2 separate regions of the Sparus aurata genome follow, and region 2 is linked to region 1. Evidence: chromatin contacts called from public Hi-C data. All regions are on one chromosome and are shown on one strand. Each heading gives the region's core, a stretch centred on a gene start, on an enhancer-like site or on the middle of the called end of the contact. The rest is flanking DNA. Distances are from core to core; before and after follow the strand shown.

Evidence for each region. A called contact is a pair of places that touch in the nucleus more often than the background predicts.
Region 2: a Hi-C map of an unstated tissue shows a contact between it and region 1, with 2.9 times the contacts expected there. The contact joins the promoter of LOC115572848 here to the promoter of sgsm2 in region 1. A contact is called at or near these places in 2 of 2 Hi-C or Micro-C datasets (skeletal muscle and an unstated tissue).

What each region holds. Positions count from the first base shown.
Region 1 is chr2:31,900,158-31,905,491 of fSpaAur1.1, reverse strand. sgsm2 (small G protein signaling modulator 2) reads right to left here and starts at 1,337. Exons shown (of 25, transcript XR_003981164.1): 1 at 967-1,337.
Region 2 is chr2:32,117,908-32,123,271 of fSpaAur1.1, reverse strand. It overlaps LOC115572848 (aldehyde dehydrogenase, dimeric NADP-preferring-like), which reads left to right and starts at 3,738. Exons shown (of 11, transcript XM_030403314.1): 1 at 3,738-4,015. It overlaps LOC115572817 (aldehyde dehydrogenase family 3 member A2-like), which reads left to right. Exons shown (of 12, transcript XM_030403297.1): 10 at 42-280; 11 at 2,539-2,583; 12 at 3,026-3,471. The coding sequence ends at 2,553.

The DNA of each region.
Region 1 (5,334 bases), core at 88-2,587:
AGTCTTGATATTTTTAGCTTGACCTTTCCTCTCCGCTATAGTGACAGAGAGTACATGCTCGCTACACACTCAGCCAGACTGAGGTATAGTCAGTGAGCCACACCTTGCCACATTCAGTCTCACAATCAGCTGCCTTTGATTTACACTGACACCTCAGCGCAGGGAAATCTTTCCAGTTGTGACTCTGGGTGAAGGCAGCATGAGGGGTTACAATGGCAGTGTGTAGAGAGGTTAAAGGAGTAATGATTTATTCCTCGCTGGAGAGATGTGAGACATTCATCACGTGAACAAAAAGCCTGTGACAGGGTTGGAGCTGTGGATGTCGGTGCTGCTGGTGGAGACAGGCAGCAGGACAACCTGTAGTGAAAAGATGTCCTGCAGAGGGTTTCAGGGTTTCTGCCTGCAGGTCTGGATTATTAATGGTTGCTCGGATCTTACGAAAAATGGCAGTTCTAATTTAAATGAATTTGGTATTATGTCAAAGCCGACACGGACATGAGATGATACAAAATAGACCTCAGGTGAGGTTTGATCAATTTAAACTTCTGTATTGTGTTATTGGAATATTATTAAGATATTATAGCAATACCATAGCAGTGTCCAAGTCCAACCCTAACCCTGTAGCATTGTTTTTACCTGCACCAACAGGGAAGTGTCAGCTAAATGCGAAATATTTTAAGTCTGGATAATGGAAACATGTTGACGTAACACATACTGGAAGCCTGTAACTACAGTTTACCTAGGTCCATTTATTCATCACCAGTTTGGTAAAGTTATCTTATAAAACTGAAGAGAATTCAGTCCAACACAGCTCAGAGATATTCAATAAACCCGTCGGAACATGCTAAATATGAGTGCAACACTTCCAAGTCTCGTGTCGTGGTGTGGACGGGAATAAAGACACAAAACAACACAGTCAATATTAGAAATGTGAAGCTCGACGAGCCGTCAGACAGCAGCGCCTACCTCCCGTTTGACGTTCCATAATAATTTCTCTTTGTAGTCTTCTTCCGTGGAGCCCTCCATGTCTCTCTGTCCGTCCGTCCGTCCGTCCGTCCGTCCCTCTGGCCGTCTGTCTGTCCGCGGTGTGCACGACTCAGGTCTGCCTCAGTGCCACGGCCCGTCCGCTCTCCCCGGCCTTTCTGGACCTCTTTCCTTTTTATTCCTTGTTTCCTTCTTCCTTCGCTCAGCTGGATTCTGACGCAGCCGAGCAGCTTGACGTCGACGTCAGAGGATCCGCCTTCCCCACTACACTGATCAATGGAGGAGGAAAGAAATCAGTGGCGCTCACAGAGCCTCCCAGCATCCAGCCCCGCCCCAACCTGCAGCCTGGAGCCTGGAGCCGGCAGCCTGGAGCCTGGAGCCTGGAGCCTGGAGCCTGCAGCCTGGAGCCTGGAGCCTGGAGCCTGCAGCCTGCAGCCTGGAGCCTGGAGCCTGCAGCCTGGAGCCTGGAGCCTCCCAGCATCCAGCCCCGCCCCAACCTGCAGCCTGGAGCCTGGAGCCGGCAGCCTGGAGCCTGGAGCCTGCAGCCTGGAGCCTGGAGCCTCCCAGCATCCAACACACCAACCTGTAGAGCCTGCCAGTTATTTTTAGAAGCTTCTCTTTCCCTCTCCTGGGCAGCAGAGAGTTACAGCTGGGAGGCTGCTCTCTTGAGAAAAAGGTGTGAAATGTTGGGAAAAATGCTTTGGGTTTGTCATCATCTGTTGGTCGCTCACTCAGGTTTATACCTCGAGCAGACAGCTCTTCAGTGTGCAGATCTGACACTCCAGTGGAGAAAACGTGATGCATTTGATGAGCTCATTAAAACGCAGCTTATTTAATGACTTCATTCACAAGCTGAGCACTAGCAGACACACACACACACACACACACACACACACACACACACACACACACACACACACACACACACACAAAGATACTGCAGCTGATCCAAACAGATTCTAAAAATAGTGCTTTCTGAGGCACATGTTGACCATTCTCAGACCATATGCCAGGTTGGCCTGCTGCAAAATAAATGACGTCAGGGCAACGTGATATAGAAAACCCCTCTCTGTTGGAGTCCCTGTCATTAAACCTCAGACTTGTGCCTCCATGTGGGCTGAAGGTGCACCTACATCCACCGGAAGCCATGTTATCATCAGCAAACCCTTCCCTTACAACTCTGCATTTTACTTTCTGCCCAAAACAAAACTGTCACAACTTTGGCAGGTGTTCATGTGGGAGCCATCACTCACAGTTGAGAAAATATGTTTTTAGGGCTTTGTTAGGAAGGAAGGGATCCAAAAATAAATTAAAAAATGAAGAAAAAGTACGGCTGCATGAAATTATTATTATTTTTGAGAGGCTGCACTAATCTTTCTTTTTTTGTGACTTGCTGTGCATTTGACCTTAATGGCCTGGTATGCAACCAGTGAAGAGGAGTTTCAGGAAGCAAGTGTTTTTTTTTTTTAAATGTCACGAGCCAAAAGGCTCAATACCACTTATGGTGGTAATTGCTCATTGTAGCCTGGCTGTAGCCATCTTGGATCTTTGGAGCCAGGAGGGACTGTAATTGGATGAGTGGGTGTAGTTGTGGAGTATATCCTGATGGGATACGACTGAGAACCCAAGGACACGCTGTGGCACGACTTGTCAATCACAAGGTAGCCACACCCTTAAGAATATGCTTTATTGTCTTTTAAAGCATCTATTTACTTTAAATGGGACCATAATGTACAAAATGAACATCACACTGCATCAAAGGAGGCTTAAAACCAGCGACTGAGACCATAAACTCATTAGGAAGATGTTTACTAAGGTAGTAACACAAGTGAGAACAAGTAGGGTCATTTTCACTTAAACCTAACATGACTTTTTGACACAAGTGAAGTCATCCCCTGCTGGCCTTTAAAAAGAATAAAGGTTAGTCAGTGAGTTCACCTCAAGTCATGCCTATGAACAAACCACCTGTAACATCAACAGATCCAGTGGTATTTAATATTACCTTCAAAGCCTAAAAAGATTTTGAATTCACTCATTTTCCTAATCATCGCATGAGCTACAGAGACAGAATACGAGACTAATAGAAAGTACGAGGACATGTCCCCGCGCTTTGTCAGCCTTGCTTTAATGCCAAAGTGGGTAAACATTTCTCTAGTATAATTATCATCCTGTAGGACAGATTACTCTAATTGGCCAGTAAGTTGATTGGTTGGTTGGTGGGCAGTTCATACACTAATCCTGCTCTGCACAGGGACATACTGTGGGTAAATATGGTGATCTACCCTGTTTAAAGGGACAGACATGACTCAGGCCCAGGTTACTGTAGAAAGCAAACAATTCCCAGATAAATAAGAGCATGTAAGTGCAGTAATATCTGGTTTCTCCTTGTCCCTTACTGGTGATAATAAAGAAACAGGTTCCTCCTTTATAATATATCTCAGAAAGCAAATAACTGCTGCAAGCCAAATGTATTAAATGAATGTAAACCCAGTGAAAGTCCACAGAGATAAGGCAACACATGTGACACGGACTATTTTGGCCTAAGTTAACAGGTCCAGCAGGAAATGTGAAAACACATTTACATGCAGCCGGTTAGTGATCACATTTCTCCCCTACTACATTCTTTGACAAAGGTTGGCACAGCTTATCTCTGGAATCTTTCTGACAGAGAGGACAGGCTCTTTAGCACAGAGTCGTTCCTTGTAGGGTTGCAATGACTTCTAATTGTTTATTACTGTAGTAACCTTTTCATTTCATCATTACTCGAGTACTTTGGTTGTTTGTGTGTGTATGTGTGTGTGTGTGTGTGTTCTAGTGGAAAACAACTTTCTTTAAATTGCTCGTTTTTTTTCTGACCAACAGTCCAAAATCCAAACACATTATCAAGTTAGAAAGAAAATAGCAGTTGATCCTCACAAAAAGAAAAGGAAGTAGTTATCTTTTGCCACTTTTGCTTGAAAATTGACACTTGACTGTTATCCATATGGTCATCTAATTGTTTCAACTTCCATCTATTGTTCAGCTGTGTAAAGCACCTTACTTATAATTCATTATTACGGTTTCATTCTGACTTTGGATAGAATGTGGGAGATTATCTGTCTTTTCTTTGGGACGGTCACGTAGAGATTTTATCATGTTCCCTCCTCCTTTCTCTGTCTTCACCCTCAAGCAAAAGACTAGAGGCTGACAGTTCCAGAGCCTGTTCCTTGGTCTGCAGCGGTGTTAAGGTGGGTGGAATGTGTCAGATTAAAGTAAAGGCATTTTATGCTCGCTTTGGATGTCCTCCACAGAGACTCAGCTGTAGAGTCTACTCTCCCTCCAGAGGACCTGCCACCATCAGTAAGCACAGCGGATGGGAGAAAACTCCTGCTAAGAGTGACTAGCTTGTCCAGATAACATACCTGGCCCTGTACTAAAAACAATAAGCTATCTGATGTTTTTACTGACATTTGTAACATCTCACTTTCAAGGAGAGAAAAGATGACGGTTCCTGCCTGCTTTAAGACAGCCATCATCTTTCCTGTAATTAAAAAGTCTGCTGTGTCTTCTCTTGTCTGAATGACTACCACCATGCAGCTCTCACACTCATTCTGATGACATGCTTTAAGAGACTAGTTCTCCTGTACATCAGAGACGACATCCCTGCCAGCCTAGACCCTCACCAGTATGCTTTCAGGACCAACAGAGGATGCCATATCCACTGTCCTCTACTCTATAAGAACAGCTATATCAGGATGCTGGATGTTGACTTCAGGTCAGCATTCAACGCAATTCCAGCTATGAAGCCGATTGGAAAACTGAACACTCTGGGCTTTTGAGTACGACACTATTGGACATCTTCACAAATAGAACCCAGAGAGTTCAGACCAGCAGTCACACCTCCTCTATGTTAGTGCTCAACACTGGAGCCCCCTCCTGTTCATACTGTTCACTGTTCGTACCCATAACTACACTCCCAGACATCAAGACAACTCTATTGTGAAATACAAGGACGACACCACCATCATTGGCTGCATTATAAACAACGATGAGAGTTCGTATCAGGAGGATATCAACAATCCTGCAGAGTGGTGCACAGACTACAATGTACTGCTCAACGTCAGCAAAGCCAAGGAGCTGAGTGTTGATTTTAGAAAGAAGGAAGCAAAGGCACACCTCCCTGTCTACATCAGCGGAGCTGAGATCGAGCAGGTGAACAGTTTTAGGTTCCTGGGAATCGACATCACAGATAACTTGTCATGCGACTGACTGCACATCATTTATTAAAAGTACAGGAAAGGCTCTACCTGGTACATCCAAAACTCAGCTGCCAGGGTTCTCGACCGCACCCAGGCCTGGCAGCACATCACT
Region 2 (5,364 bases), core at 2,489-4,988, 220 kb before region 1:
AATACATGTGTAGCTGACATCTCCTCCCCCCTCTTGCTCAGGTAACAGTGGGATGGGCTGTTACCATGGCCGGCACAGCTTCAACCAGCTCAGTCACCTGCGCAGCTGTCTCATCAAGCAGCTGAAGATGGAGGGAGTCAACAGCATGCGATACCCTCCTCATACAGCCAAAAAGCTGGGCTGGGCTCGATTCTTTCTGCTAAAGCAGGTCGATGTGAGCAGGCTGCGGCGCATGGCACTGCTGACCATGTTTGCTGGTTTGGCAGCATTTGTGGTGCAGGTAAAGGAACTAAATATACCATTTCAGTCTAAATTGGGACTAAAAGGTTTTGTTTTGATATCAGTGATGTTGTGTATTTTACAGGTCTGTAGTATCCTAGAATCAAGTTAAATATAAACTTTTTATTTTGAACCAGGCTGCTGCACTCATACGGAAGCTTTAAACAAATGAAAGTAAATAATGGTATGATAGGCCTTCCTACTGTCGCTTCATTCTCAAATCATGAAATACTAATACAGTTTTTAATTGCCCGTGACAAATAATGAAATGCTATCTTAGTTATATTTACCATTGTTGATAATAAAAATGATTATTAGGGGGAGGCAAACCTACACAAATACTCATAAGTCACAAGGTGCAGATGACAGCCAAAACACTACAGTCTTGTCTGCTCATTCAGGCACACAGCTTTTATTATATTAGTCCTGTTGTCTGTGGTGATGCACATCGATCACACATGATCATCAGGAAAAAAGCCACAATAATGTGCTTTGGGGCTGGTTCCATTGAGCTTTTCTTTGTTGTGGGTGGAGAAGTGGACATGCAGACTTTGAGGCACAGTTAGTAGTGGATGGCATTTCATGTGGTAGTTTTTTGGCAATGGTTTGGTGGCACATTTTGCAGATAACCGTGTTTCCTTGCAGAATCCAAAGCACTGCCAGGTGATACATCCAGTGCTGCGTTTCTTCAGAACCAAGTTGTCCATCTCCATCTTCAGTCACAGTCTCTGAACAGTCCTAAACTTGCTTGGCCTCTTCAGTTTTTTTCCAGGAACCCCTGAATCCAGCACCATTGCAGCTAAAATGGACAGCCCTCATTAAAATGAATTTTCGCTGCACTGCCTGATTTGATTTGAATGAATTTTTGGGCAGATGTGTGAAATTGAACTGTTGTGTCTTACAATCATTGACTGAGATCATCAAGAACATAATCCTGTTCAAAGTACAGATCAGCTGAACTGCTGATTTTAATGAGAGACAACAGGAGAGGAATTTTATGTGTCATATTTGACAGTCGCCCCTCAGACCACACTGGGCATATCATTATACCTGGCATGTTATGGCCTGTATGATCAAAACAAAGCTGAATGAAGATTTTGTAGCTGCTGACTTTTAGAGAAGGTGAAATTCTGTAGACCAGAATCTGCTATCAACATACTTGGATTTGAAACTAGATACCTAACTCTAGGTCCAGTTACTAAATAACTGGAGGAACTGGAGAGATTTATCCCACACTGATATGACACGAGTGATCAGATCCTGTTTGACGTGTTCAAGAAGCAGATATGAATGCTTAAAGTGATAGTTGAGGTCTTTTGAAGTGTGGTTGCATGAGGTACTTGTTCCATAGTCAGTATATTATCTGCAGTAGATGATGTCGGCTCTCCTCGTCTGGAGAAGCAGCAAGTAGCACCGACAGCCTTGACCTCGCTCAACCTTTACAAGTCCAACCTAAACAGCTGATTTGCAGTGTAATACAGCTCATGGCAGGCACAGCAGCACTTGTGCGTAGGAATACATACATAATACAGTTGAAGGAATGCAGTGCCAAAAGAAAGAGGGCTGTCCCATATTATTGGGGGGTAATTTTTCTGCACCTTCTTGTCTTTCATCCACAGTCCTCAATTCATGTACTGGTCATGTGGCTGCATCATACTAGCAACCAGCTAAAAGTGTTATTAAAAATAAAAGAAAATAGACATTATTCTTATAAGAACTGCAAATCCTTATATGAAAACTAACCGATTGTTAAAATGATCGACGTCCTGTCCTCTCCTGTTGACAATTTTTCCTGTCCCGTCCCAGTCACCTGATGAATAGTAAACTGACTCCCATCCTGTAGGAATCCAACCGAGTGTGACCCAGAGGATTCCTGAACAAATATCAACCTCTGACCTCTGCCTAAGACCTTAAAGCTACAGTTCACCTAAAAAATGGTCTAAAATTGTCTCTGTCACTATCTCCTCAACCTCCTACTGATGGAGAATTGGATTAGGATTCATTGTCCAAAAAGAAAAACAGTGTTGCAGCCATGTCTTTTCTGTCAACCAATAGATGTCTCTAATGACTTGTCCTACATAACAAGATGTTGTTAACCTGTAAGTTAATAATTGACACACTATATGTCCCATTGTGTCACTCAGGTTTAAGATGGAGGTGTTTATTAAGTATTAACCAGTCCTGGTGTGTACTGTAAAGGTTGTCTGAAGGGATCATACTGTCTTTAATAACAGGAAGCCTTTGTGTTTCACGCAGCAGTTCTGCCCCACATAACAAATGAAAGAGAAACTGTTGAAGTGAGAGGTATGTTTTCATCAGTGCAGTATTTGTGTGATGACTGTTAAATAACAATAAATACTGTTTCCAGAGATACCCAGATAGCCCCCGACTCACACACGCACACACACACACACACACACACACACGCACACACACACACACATACCCACAGTCCTACAGGCTCGTACTCTCACACAACAATGGCTTTGTTCCCTGCAGACAAAGTGTGGCGTTGTCCAGGAAATCCAACCACACAATGCCCCCTCATCTACCCTCTCTTTAATTACCCAGCATGCTTCACTCTTCCCTGATAAATGGTCCCTTTTGTTTAGGTCTACCCCACCACCTTTGTTGACATCCACACTTGTTGTGCTCCTGACGACAGTTGAACTATCTGTCATCTCTGTATTTCAAACAGTTTGCATCCGTGTCCTGACACTGAAATTGTACGTTGTGGTTCTTGCAGAGATTCCTGCGATGACGCCGAGCAGCAGAACCAGGACCAGGTGGACTCCTGAGCTGCAGTGAAATTCAGCACTCTGTTAATTTACTGTCCCATATCATTTCTCATGCACGTAGATATATTTGACTGACGTTTGTATTTAAGAATATGTGTTTTCTGTTACTCCAAAAGCTGCTATAGATGTTGTTTTTTAATTGTTTTAAATCAATTCTACAGCAATATAATCTGTCCAAGATCATTTTTAACCTTATAAATAGTGATTTTACTCATAGATTTTGAACTTCGAAACATTTCACCGCTGTAGCAGTGATGGCATCCATTTAACTACACAATGAATACCAATGCACTCACAAATGATCTCTAACATGGAATGCAGACTGTGAATATCATGCCTGTGTCAGTTTTGTGGTCCTGACTTTCTGCAATTAAACATCAGTAATATAATTCATTGACATTTGTTTTTCTCCCTGCACTTGACTGATGGATGAGTTTGAACAAAGACATATCTTAACAGTAGCATATCATTAACAAGCTCCCAAGGTCACTGTCGTTTATGACATGATTGATAACGCTGTTATTAAGACACTAGATCTCCCTGATAGTTCAAATGAAGTGATGGCTGCACAAGAAGAAACACAAGCAGGTGAGCTACAAGCAAGGCTAGAATCATTTCATTAAAATATGCTACTTTGAGTGTGTGTGTGTGTGTGTGTGTGTGTGTTTGAGGGTGGGGGTGTGTGATGTATGTTATCAGGGATCTCAGTGTGCTGGGCGGTCAGACTGAAGCTGCTGGTTACAGTCAGTAAAGTGATCCTGGAGCAGCCTGACTGTTAAACAGTGTACAATGAGCCTCAGTCAGTCAGTCAGTCAGTGTGACCTGCAGCGTGTCGGACATCTGATCCGCGCTCACATCAGACCACTGACGGATTATTGAACTGGTATTTTTGATTTTGTGATATCTGAGTCCACTGGATGCGTCTGACCTGAGCACAGGTAAGTTTAAATAGTAATGTCCAGTTTCTTCTGAATTTGTTAACTGACTATGTGATCAAATAATCGATGCGTCGTGGTGTTTCGTAGTCGTTGAATGTAAGACGCGGTGTGAAAAGCCCACATACTGCAAATGAGTTATTAATGCAGCCTGTCAGTTGTATGACCTGAGAATAAACCAGCAGTGGAAGCTCGTCAGGCTCTCTGGAAGCTCCATCCGTCAGTCACCAGTACAACAAGATGAGACTGAGCAATATGTTACATTTACATCTAGTTAACAATGGTTTTTACTGCGGAGATAAGACAATAAGACATGACTGACGATACAAGGATCATGAAGGAGAACACCCAGGAGGGTTCTTTTAATCCGTGTTTGCATCCAATCAGAAAGCTCAGCAGAGGTCTTCTGATGGTGCTGGCAGTGACACCTGCGTGGAAAATTCATTCAGTAAGACCAATAAAAATCCCAAATCTGTCGTTCATTGGAACTTTTCCTGTGTATGAGTTGTTGTGTGTATACCGGACTCAGAGTGTCTGAATGCTGGTAGGTTGAGTAACTACACACGGTGCCACTTGTGTTATCTATAGGTTATCATTAGACACTGGTATGACAACAACCTGAACAGCTGACGGGAAAACACATTTGTGATGAAGTACTGTGTAATATGATGTTGCCAGTGAGTTAGCATGATAAATTAGGAGCATGGAATCATGACAGACCAGTTACATTATTAAAACATTTTTTCGAATAGAATGAATTCTTAGAGTGTCAAATTACAGTAATAAAAGTGATCAAACTTCTAATATCATATGATTAACTTCCAGCAAACACCTTGGCACCTCCGCCTGCCCGGGGAATTATTTTATAAAATATTTTGTTTTCCTTTTCTTTTCTTTTTTTTAATTGTCAATTTTGCCAGTGGTGCATCTATAACCCTGTCAGACTCATTATGGAGAATTTCTACCCAAATTATCAAAGTCAATACAGCAGAACCAGAGATATCATCTTTTTAATGTTCCGTTTTTGTTTTTTTTTCTTTTCTTTTTCCGTGAGGGTCGCAGAGATGTTTTTCCCCCCTTTTTCAGGGGGGCTTACTAGGGCCAAATCCAGTTACTGTGGGTGAAGAATGAGTGAATGATGATGAATGAGTCGCCAGCTCATTGCAGGACCCTTGCTGATGGCAGTGGCTGCCACACAAGGTGCCAACTGCACATCAGGAGCAATTTTGGGGTTCAGTATCTTGCTCAAGGATACTTCAGCATGTAGCTCAGTTCCACCCCAGGGGAGCCAGAATTCGAACCAGCGACCTCCCGATCACTAGTCCACCAGCTCTACCCACTAAGCTACAGCC